Regions from separate parts of the Sus scrofa genome. Here region 1 is linked to region 2. A link is a contact called in public HiChIP or PLAC-seq data. All regions are on one chromosome and are shown on one strand. Each heading gives the region's core, a stretch centred on a gene start, on an enhancer-like site or on the middle of the called end of the contact. The rest is flanking DNA. Distances are from core to core; before and after follow the strand shown. Region 1 holds the start of CRTAP (cartilage-associated protein). Region 2 holds the start of CCR4 (C-C chemokine receptor type 4).

Region 1 (5,464 bases), core at 163-2,662, 130 kb after region 2:
TTTTGCCGTTTCTTGGGCTGCTCCCACGGCATATGGAGGTTCCCAGGCTAGGGGTCAGGTTGGAGCTGTAGCCGCCGGCCTATAGCACAGCCACAGTGACGTGGGATCTGAGTCGCGTCTGTGATCTACACCATAGCTCATGACAATGCCGGATCCTTAACCCACTGAGCAAGGCCAGGGATCGAACCCACAACCACATGGTTCCTAGTCGGATTTGTTAACCACTGCGCCACAACGGGAACTCCTGGTTTGTATATTTTTTAAAAATTTATTTTTGCTGCATATGGATATTCCCAGGCCAGAGATTAAATTGGAGCTGCAGCTTCGACCTTCATGAGCTGTGGCAGTGCTCTAAACTTAACCCACTATGCCACAGCAGGAACTGTGTATTTTTGACTGGTTTGTATTTTTAAATAGTGTCAATGACATAACAAGAAAAGCTGAAGAAAAAGTTCAGATTCCAGAACACTAAATAGAAGTAAAAACTAGAGATAATACATGATATTGGACTGCATCCTCTCCAGGGAAAAAATGTGCTATAAAAAACGTTATTAGAAAGTTGACAAAACTGGAGTTCCCATCGTGGTGCAGTGGAAACCTATCTGACTAGGAACCATGAGGTTGTGGGTTTGATCCCTGGCCTCGCTCAGCTGGTCAGGATCCGGCATTGCGGTGAGTTGTGGTGTAGGTTGCAGACGTGGCTCGGATCTAGTGTGGCTATAGCTGTGGTGCAGGCCGGCGGCTACAACTCCGATTAGACCCCTACCTAGCCTGGGAAGCTCCATGTGCCGCAGGTGTGGCCCTAAAAAGACAAAAAGACCAAAAAAAAAAAAAAAAAAAAGTTGACAAAACTGGAATAGGGAATGTAGTTTAGTTTTCTATCATTGTTTCCTGAATTTGATCATTATCTGAAGTTTTATTCTTAGGTCATACAAACTAAGATTAAGGGATAAGTGGCCCGATATATACAATCTACTCTCCAATGATTCAGGGGAAAAAAAATAAAAAGGGAAATGTGGTATAATTTAGCAATCTTTGAATGTGGATGAAGGATATGTTTTTACTATCCTAGCAACTTTTCTGTAATTTAGAATTTTTAAAGAATTTGAAAAATAGCAATGCTGCTTTAACATTCTATCCACATTTTTTTTTTAAGGGCACGCCCTCAGCATATGGAAGTTCCCAGGCTAGGGGTCCAATCAGAGCTGTAGTCACCAGCCTATGCCACAGCCACCGCAACACCAGATTCTAGCCAGATCCAAGCTGTGTCTGGGACCTACACCAGAGCTGAGGGCAACGCAGGATCCTTAACCTACTGAGCAAGGTCAGGGATGGAACCTGCATCCTCATGGATGTTAGTCGGGTTCGTTAACCGCTGAGCCACAACAGGAACTCCCCATCCACATCTTTTGGTGCACACAGGTTTCTCAAGCATATGCTTCAACTTGATTAGCTTAATAGTTTACACAGTGCCACTGATTACCTTTTTTTTTTTGTCTTCCTCGGGCCGCACCCACGGCATATGGAATTTCCCAGCCTAGGGGTTTTAATTCGAACTGTAGCCGCTGTCGTCCGCCACAGCCACAGCAACGTCAGATCCGAGTCAAGTCTGCCACCTACACCACAGCTCAAGGCAAAGCCGGATCCTTAACCGCTGAGCAAGGCCTGGGATGGAACCTCCGTCTTCATGGATTCCAGTCAGATTCCTTTCTGCTGAGCCACGACGGAAACTCCGACTTCCTCATTTTATTTATGCATTGATTTTTCTCACTGAAATGTAAGGCGTTGGCACTGCCATCAAAATGTAGCCAGTGGACCGGAAGCATCAGCCTCACCAAAGTGCAGGTTAAAACTGCAAATCCTCAGGACACCACCAGCCCCAACCCCGACTTGCTTAATCAGAAACTGTGGGGGCATAGACCAGGAATCTGTGTTTGCACAAGTCGTATAGTGATTATAAAGTCTAAGCAGGGCTGATCTAGGATCCATTATTAGGGCCGCCTCTGGGTTGCAGCCAGCCCTCTTTAAAGGAGCGTACAGTGGAGCCTGGGATCACGGGTTAGACCGTGTAAGAACCAAAGGGCAGCGCGCCTCCCCAGGACACCCTCCCCGCGCAGGCAGTTTCGCCCGGACCCCCCGACTGGGTTGGGAGGGGCGGCCGGACGGGGCGGGCCGGAGGCTGGCGTCCACGCCTTCCCAGCATTCGGCTCGCCGCGTCGTGCCGTTCTCCCGCTTCCTTTCCTTTTCGTTCCCCTCCTTCTTTCTTTCCTTCCTTCCTTCCGCCGGGAGCGATGGAGTCGGGGCGCCGGGCGGCCGCGGCACTGCTGGCGCTGCTGTGCGCTGGCTGCGCGCTGCGCTCCGGACGCGCCCAGTACGAGCGCTACAGCTTCCGCAGCTTCCCGCGGGACGAGCTGATGCCGCTCGAGTCGGCCTACCGGCACGCGCTGGACCAGTACAGCGGCGAGCACTGGGCCGAGAGCGTGGGCTACCTGGAGATTAGCCTGCGGCTGCACCGCCTGCTGCGCGACAGCGAGGCCTTCTGCCACCGCAACTGCAGCGCGGCGCCACAGCCTGAGCCCACCGCCGGCCTCGCGCGCTATCCAGAGCTGCGCCTCTTTGGGGGCCTGCTGCGCCGCGCACACTGCCTCAAACGCTGCAAGCAGGGCCTGCCAGCCTTCCGCCAGTCACAGCCCAGCCGCGAAGTACTGGCCGACTTCCAGCGCCGAGAGCCCTACAAGTTTCTGCAGTTCGCCTACTTCAAGGCAAGTCCGCCCGCCCCGCCACACCACGCCCCTTAGCTAAGGGTCCCTCCCAGGCCCAGGCTCCTCCCCTTTACCTAGGACTTGTCCCGCTCCCCTTTCTTGACACAGATCTTTCGCACCCAGCTCTGCCAAAGGACGCCTTCAAATCCTGATCGCTACATTCTTCATCTTAAATAGAGACTAGCATACTTTTCTTGAAGGGTTGTTCTGAGGCAGAGAACGTATATAGAACGTCTGGCACAGAGTTATTTGAAGACGGACCACTTTTTTTGGTAGATACCATTAAAATCCCCTTTTCTCATTGAGTGGTGCGTTTCACTAATGGGGCGGAAGAGGACGTGAGGAGCTGGCTGGTCCCTTTTAGAGAGGAGGAAATTGAGGCCAGGGAAGGGCAGGGCTCACCTCGTAGGAACGACACTTCCTTGCTCGGTGGAGCGCTGTGATTCATCGGGGCTGGTGCTCTTTCATCTAGAATGCAACACGGTTGTCTTCCTTTTTGTGGCTGCTTACAATCTCTGCGATTGCAGGCTAAAAATAGTTACAAATTGCAGTTCTCTATCCTTTAAGTCCTTGTTCTGGGGACCCACAAGTTTTAAGAATGGGTTGAAATCCCTAGTTACTGGATAAAGAGGCTTTAGCTTGGTGGGTCTTCACCTGATTTTGCCAGGAGAGCTCTCTCAAAGCCCAGTTTCTACTTTTATCTAATGGAAAACGACTTTTTAAACTTGCTTTGAATCTTTGGGCTGCACGATCTGTTTTTCATTTTGCCTGAAACAGAACCTCGTGTATGTTACATTTCATATGAACCATAAAATAGCACAAAACCCTAAATAGGAGAAAGTGGATTATTTCTAGGCCTTGTTAATTGTTTCATATGGAAGTATCTGATTTGTATCAGAATGTTTGTCATGGCAATAAAAAAAAAAGCGATTTTAAAATAGAAGTAGGGAGGAGTTCCCCTTGTGGCTCAGCGGAAACAATCTGACTAGTATCCATGAGGTCGCAGGTTCCATCCCTGGCCTTGCTGAGTGGGTTAAGGATCCTGCATTGCTGTGAGCTGTAGTGTAGGTCTCAGATGCAGCTCGGATCTGACGTTGCTGTGGCTGTGGCATAGGCTGGTGGGCTACAGCTCCAATTGGACACCTAGCCTGGGAACCTCCATATGCAGTGCGTGAGGCCCTAAAAAGCAAATAAATAAATAAAAAGACAAAAAAACCCAAAAAACAAAGAAATAAAATAGAACTGGGGATAAGGTTAATACATTTCCAGGACCCAAATGATGGCTGCTTCTTACAAGCACTATTTTTTATGCTAAAAATGATTCATTGAATCCTTTATCTTTTTTGTAGAGCTTTTGGGAAATATAGCCTGAAGCAAACGAATCATGTGAGCAAGGAGGAAACATTTTATTTTTAAACCTAGAGAATAGTGGAAGCTCTGATTTCTTTAATATACAGGTGCATTTGAAACAAGTGTTATAGGGAAGAAGGGAGGAGCATTTCCCTCAGTGTGACCATAAGGCAGGGGTTTCCTTTATTGTAGCATCCTCAGAGATTGGGAAGTTCATAGCCTCTCTTCAAAACCCTTTATAGGTCTTGTAACAGTCACTTAAAAGCCAGTACAGGAGTTCCCGTCGTGGCGCAGTGGAATCCGACTAGGAACCATGAGGTTGCGGGTTCGATCCCTGGCCTTGCTCAGTGGGTTAAGGATCCGGCATTGCCGTGAGCTGTGGTGTAGGTTGCAGACTTGGCTCAGATCCCGCGTTGCTGTGGCTCTGGTGTAGGCCGGTGGCTACAGCTCCGATTGGACCCCTAGCTTGGGAACCTCCATATGCCGCAAGAGCGGCCCAAGAAAATGGCAAAAAGACAAAAAAAAAAAAAAAAAAGCCAGTATAATACCACCTGTCTTGGTATTTTGAGTTTAGAATTTTATAAATAAAGCAGAATCCTCATTGCTTCCAGCGCGAATTACTAAAACAGTGATTTGGGATGGTGATATTGTATGGTTGATTTCTTTTTTTTCCTTAATGATGTTTCAAAATGTTTCTGGGTAGAGAGAAAATGACTTGAGGACAGGCTACACATTCTCCCTGAAGGCTGGTGATGTGTGCTGGAGATGGACGGTGCTACCTGTTGCAGCAAAATTTGGGTGGATGTCACTGTGCCCTTCTGATTTGTGGGCCTCTGTTTCAAGGATTGAGGACAAATGCTGAGTTGAGGAGTTCCCTGGTGGCTCAATGGGTTAAGGGTCTGGTATTGTCACTGCTGTGGCACAAGTTTGATCCCTGGCTAGGGAAGTTCTGCATGCCGTGGGTGCAACAAAAAAAAAAAAAAAAAAAAAAAAAAAAGCTGAGTTGAACATGAGGACAGGGTTGGGGGGTTTATGACCATCAGATCAAGGTGAGGAGACTTAGTTGTGTGATCTTGTGGAGAAGGGGCCGTGCTCTTGGTGTGTGGTCCTCAAGCCCACCTTGGGTTTCATGCCACCAGCCTGCCTTAGGTTCATGTGACGAGCGGTGGACTGTCTCTATGGCTCCATCTCCCTGAAATGCTCATCTCCCCACAGGCTGAGGAAAAGGTGGGCCCTAGTGCTTTATCAGTCATCTTTGATGACTGTTGATCTCTGAACAGACAGAGCTGACTGCCTCACAGGCACACTTACCCACCTTTGCCTGGACCTGGACCCTGCCCTTCCTGGATTTA
Region 2 (5,881 bases), core at 2,193-4,692:
CTATACCACAGCTCACCGCAACAGATCCTTGGATCCTCGACGCCCTGAGCGAGGCCAGGAATCGAACCCCTAACCTCATGTTCCTAGTCGGATTTGTTTCACTGTTCTAAAGCTTTTTTTGACCCTAGTTTTGAGGCCCCTGTCTGCCTCGTGTAAGAATTCTGGCATTATAGGAACCAGCACTAATTGCCCTTGGGCCTGGCAACCAGATGACTAGGGACTGCCTCTCTGTCCCAGGCCCATAAAGTTTTTCCAGTTCAGCCAATCAACGAGAGAAGTGCTGAAAACTAACCCCGCTTCACTTGCTGTATGTAAGCTGCCCACTACAACTACAGCTTACTGGGTCCAACACCCTGTGTGGCCCTGCCTAGCAGCCTTCTCTCATTTTAAGCTGTAATAAACAGGTCTGACATCAAATCCTGCATGTTTTATCACCACTGCGCTGTGGCCAGGTCCAATGGAGCTCCTCCTGAAGGTCTTGGGTGTTTTGGGCTTCCACTGTCAGATATGCTGGTCCGGCCGGTGGCTATGGTACTGTGACTTGGGGATTGTACTTTGATTTTGATTTTGGCAAATTTGTCTTTGGTGTTGAAACAAGGCTTTGTACACCAGGGGGCGCTATAGTTTCATGCCATTGCTTTGCTTCTTGAGGGTCTGTGCTGTGCTGTCCTGTGCACTACATTGCTGTGGGGGAAGAGTTTCCTCCGGATTTTTTTGTTGGTCACCTTCTCTCTGGTTTCAGAAACTTATCCCAGTAAAAATGGTATCCATGAAAATCTCAGGAGTGCAGGTGTTAGCTCTGTGTCTCTGGTTGTGTTGTCTTGAGTACACTCCTGCCCCTTCTCTGGGTTCTTATTTGCCTAGCCAGGAAATACTAAAATTTGATCCATTTATGTGGGAGGAGGGTGGCAACGGATATTATTTAGTTTTGAAAACCTTACTGGAGGTAAAACGTATTTAATGTTTCTCCAGGATAGTGTCATTATTACTGTGTAAACCTGAAGACTGACTTTCTTCAGGGCAGTAGTATTTGTAACTTGGAAACCTGAAGTCTGCTTTTAACCTGAACACTGACTCAGAAATTAAATGTGCCCACTGAGTCTAAACTGAAATATTTCCTGGATTCCTAGTTAGGGCTAAGGGCAACATGCCAGCCATTTGAAGAGAGGGAGCTATTCCTGTGCGTTTTATTTAACCTACTAATTTTCACAACTAGTGTCATTTTGAGCACCTGTCTGTACGAGACATCATGCTAAGTGCTTTACAAACATTAGCTCATTAATCCTCTCACAATGCTCATGCATTATCACCCCTTTTTATAGATGAGAAAATTGAGGTTCACATAGCTAGTTAGTGGTGGCACTGAGATCCAACCCGGACTGAGCAGGCCTCAAAACAAGTGCCCTCAGCCAACATGGACCCTGGAGCTCAGGCTTACCCCCGTTGGTGGGGCTGGGTGTCTGTCATGTGGCCAGTGAGTCAAGGGAGTGCCCGCTGGCTTTAAGGGACCATCTGCAGACGCACAATGACCAGTGATCACTGATGATGATTTGGACCTCTAGATATCATCCATTCATACTGCTCCTCTCCCTCCATGGAGGTGTCCATGGTGACTTAGGCGACACGCTCAGATGAACTCGCCCAGGGCAACTTGTCCCTAGATGCCTCTAATTCCATGGTGAAACCTTCCTCTGGCTTTATGTTTCCAAAAAACATGTTCATTTTATAAGTTACTCTGTATAATGGACATAGATTCACTGGTCAGATTCTTACCAGATTAGGTCATATGCACCCCTGCTTGGGCCCTAGCCTGGCCAAGGCCCCCTGCCTGGGTGGGGAAGTTTTTCCGGTTTGCACATCCAAAAACAAAACAGAAGCTGAGATGGGTGCAGCACAAGCTTTATTCAATGGCCAGGGAATGGGGAAATGGGAACTTAGTTCACAGGTCAGCGTCAGCCCATATGGCACAGCTTCAGGTCCTGGCTGCTTGGTAGGTGTGTCATTTAGTAGATGATGTGGTAAAATCAGTATAGAATGAGGCTCAGAGGCTGCTGGAGGGCAGATTCATCTTGGTTCCAGCTGGGTCCATCTGGGCTTTTTTTTTCTCTTCCTATAGCTTCCTTTCTTTGTCTCTTGACCCTGTTACTTAAAAGATATATGCTAGTTCCTATCTAAGGGAGGGATTGCCAGAATTTGAGCAAGGATCTGGTGTCAGCTCTGGAAACAAAACATATTGTGGACATTTTTACTCTATGTCTCCTTCCAGAGTTCATGATAATATTAGCACTGGAAAGCACTACAGTAAGGAACTGTGTTTAACCCGCACCCAAGGCCAGCATTCCTCAAGCTTACTTGGCCACAGATCTCCATTTCTTTTTCACAAAATTTCTGTGAATCTGGCTCCACATTTCACACAGGGAAGCACTGTTCTAGCTCAAGATTCTTGACCTCCAAAACAAATCTTACTCTTTTATATATAAAGCATATATGTATGCATAAAAAGCAGATTTACAATTTATCTATGGTATTAAAATTTCATGGGAAAGTGATTAGGAAAAACTAATCTGAAGAGACCCCTTAGGAGGAGTGATAATGAAAAAAGCATTGATAAACACTACTCTACTCAGTTTTTCAGTTTTTATTCATGCAAATTCCTCAGGAAAATTGAAATTTGTGGCTCTTTTAAGCTGAACCAAAGAGCCAAGCAATTGTAGACACACAGAAGGAAATGCTGGGAGCTCACAGAAGCCAAGGATACTAGGTAGAAAAGACTTGGGACTGGTGTCAGCCCCTTTGCTACGATTGGTACACAAACCCAAAGAATCTTTCAGCCAGGATCATTGTCAGGGGAAGCTCCACTGAGTAGAAAGGGCCTGAGGCAGAAAGGGCATTGAGCCCCTGTTGTGAAGGAGGCTCAGAGCTCAGTCCTCATGGCACTTTACACCAGACTGAGGACTTGTCATTTATTGAATGTGGTTGAGTAGACCCTCCGCATCACTGTCAGATGCACACATTTGAATACATTTTTCTCTTCTCTACTCCTGACTGTCCTTATTTGGAGTAAATCTGGCCTCTCACTCTGACCTCTTCAGATCCCACTGTTTAGAGTATCTTGATTGCTGGCTACTGTACATCCATGATGGGAAAATAAATAAATAGCCCACTGATCCAGAATATAAAGATCATTTCTGCTGTACATACCCAGCTGAGATGAAAAAAATTAAGTTAAAAATCCAACAAATTTTAAAACTTTAAAAACTTTTTAGAGTTTTTTTTTAATTTGTAAATTTTTTTAATTTTAAAAAAGTTTCTCTTTTTAAAAACTTACTTCAGGGGTGTTCCCTGGTAGTCTGGTGGTTAGGACTTGGCGCTTTTGCTGCTGCAGCCCCAAGTTCAGTCCCTGGTCTAGGAACTGAGATTCCACATCAAGCCATTGGATGCTGTGGCCAAAAACAAAAAACGAATAAGAAACCTCCCCTCATTTTCCTCCCTCATCTAACAGAGGGCAAAGCTTCCTAGCTTTCTGTTTTGGGAAATGAGTGACTAAGAGTTTAACCTGAACCCAAGCTAAGAGTCACTCTTTTTCTGCTTCTTACTTCTATCAAAAAACCCCACTTGCACTCATCGTAGATGAGTGAGGGATAGAGCTGGTGCTCACAGGAAGCCACGCGCCCTTCAAAGGCACCTGTCTTTCTTAGCATCACGCTTCTTGAGCAAGCCGGGCACTGCCTCGCAGACCTTCCTTGGAGCCACTTTAAGACAAGCAAGGTAAGTGGGGGTGGGACCATTCTCAAGGTCTCAGGCCAAGTGCTGCTTGGTCCACAGGTGTCTGGACCCTGGAAGCACTGAAAGCTGCCCAGCCACGCAGCCAGCCCATCACTCGGGCAACCTGGTCATTCTGCCTGTCATTCTAGTTGGCCTCTCTCCCGCAGCTTGCTTATAACCTACCTGTGCCCACACACTCAGAGCCCTCATCTGACCGGCTCTTACACATACACAGGGCTCTCTTCTGCACACATCTGGCCTAAGCCACATGCTCGGAACACGGATAATTTTCACTCAACATAAACACTTCTCTGCTTCTTGCTTCTATCAAGACACCCCTGGTCAAGAAAGACCAGGCCACAGAATGATTTCAGACATTTAACAGCCGTGTTGACTTTTGTTTCTTTTCCTGATAATTTCCTAACTCATCAACTTCTTCTATCCCTTTCATTTGCACTAGTAAAATGGTAGAGAAAGATTAGAATTATTGTTTAACTAGAGTCCATAACATTTAACAGTTTGTTTGTTTGTTTGTTTTGGCTTTTTTCTTTTCTTTTCTCTCTCTTTTTTTTTTTTTTTTTTTTTTGGAGACCCTGTGATGCCCCAGATGTTCAGCATCCATTGCAGGAAGAAATCAAAACCTCTCCCTTGAGAAACACATAGTTTTGGTGTTTGGGTGTGTGGTGTTCAGGGTGGGACGTAGGGAGTGGAATAGATGTGAATTATCGAACAATTTGTAAAAATGATTTTAATGAGTATCAGGGAGCCATTAAGAAGAATACAAGAGGAGGTGGTCTTGAGTCAGAAAGCCTCCTCCCTGGATTGCTCTGATTCACACGTGAACATGTGAAGGTTTTAACCTCCTCATCTGCTGATTTAGATAGGAAATGAGGGTGGTGTGAGCGTGCGTGTGTGTAAGGTTAAGAAAGTTTTAACCTCAGCTGCCAGTTTGATAGGAAATGAGCATGGTTGGGGAGGTAGAGATTTTATTTCTGTCTGTGATGTGCCTTTTCTAGATTTTTGTCCCACTAATTCCCACTCTGATAAAATTCAGTGCGTAAGATGCATTTTTATATGCGATTTTGATGAAAGACCAAAATTTCCCCTCATTTTACCTAACTGAATACTGCATCCTTCCGTGGGGCCTTGAAAATACATTTGCTGTGTTAGTGTCAAGTTGGCCCACATGTGTCCCGGCTAAGACAGGACTCTGTAGTGAACATGGGGCTGGGTGTGGCGAGCTGGGGCTACCTGTGCCAGCTCTCAGGAGCTGATGGTTGAATCTTCAAGAATTCTGTGGGGTAGTTGGTGGCTTGACCTCAGCCATTGTGGGAGAATTTGCACCATGGAAACCAGCAAAAGCCATAAATCAAAGCATCCCTAGACCTGGTTTTCCAGTACATCACTGGGACTTGGGGCCTGAGGAACAAGTTCTCTCCATAGCTGTGTGGTCTCCGGAAGGCATTTAACCTCTCTGAATCTTTCATGAGTTATCTACACCATAGCTCAGTATGCTTATTTGGCTTAGATAGCAGATTTTTGTTGGAGGGGGCATGGGAACAGGGGCATAAGACTAGTGAATATGCTTTGAAATCTAAAGTGCAAAGCAGGCAGGAGGAATTAGAATTTTGTTTTGTTTTGCTTTTTTGCTTTTTAGGGCTGAACCCATGGCACATGGAGGTTCCCAGGCTAGGGGTCAAATCAGAGTTGTAGCTGCTGGCCTACACTACAGCCACAGCAACTCTGATCCGAGCCGTGTCTGCGACCTACACCACAGCTCACGACAACACTAGATCTTTAACCTACTGAGCGAGGCCAGGGATGGAACCCTCAATGTTGTGGTTCCTAGTCGGATTGGTTTCTGCTGAGCCATGACAGGAACTCCTAGAATTTTTATATAAAGGCAAAAGGCCAATCTGGTTCCCTTCTAGCCTGATGATTTAACTAAGTATCACTGAATTTTTGTCATTACAACCTGAAGGGGAAACATACATAGATTTTTTTTATCTTTTATTTTTTTATTTTTTGCTTTCATGTCAGAAGGGCCCTGGGAGCAGTACTCTTGGGGATGTCAGCTTGTCTTGTCATCCCTGCAAGTGATTTCAGTAATGCCAGA

Evidence for each region. HiChIP or PLAC-seq counts read pairs in DNA pulled down with a chosen protein or histone mark.
Region 1: an H3K27ac HiChIP or PLAC-seq map of alveolar macrophages shows a contact between it and region 2. The contact joins the promoter of CRTAP here to the promoter of CCR4 in region 2. A contact is called at or near these places in 1 of 5 promoter capture datasets (fetal liver) and 1 of 2 datasets of contacts at active chromatin or transcription factors (alveolar macrophages).

What each region holds. Positions count from the first base shown.
Region 1 is chr13:18,992,959-18,998,422 of Sscrofa11.1, forward strand. It overlaps CRTAP (cartilage-associated protein), which reads left to right and starts at 1,413. Exons shown (of 7, transcript XM_021071557.1): 1 at 1,413-2,762. The coding sequence starts at 2,292.
Region 2 is chr13:18,857,154-18,863,034 of Sscrofa11.1, forward strand. It overlaps CCR4 (C-C chemokine receptor type 4), which reads left to right and starts at 3,443. Exons shown (of 2, transcript XM_005658814.3): 1 at 3,443-3,768.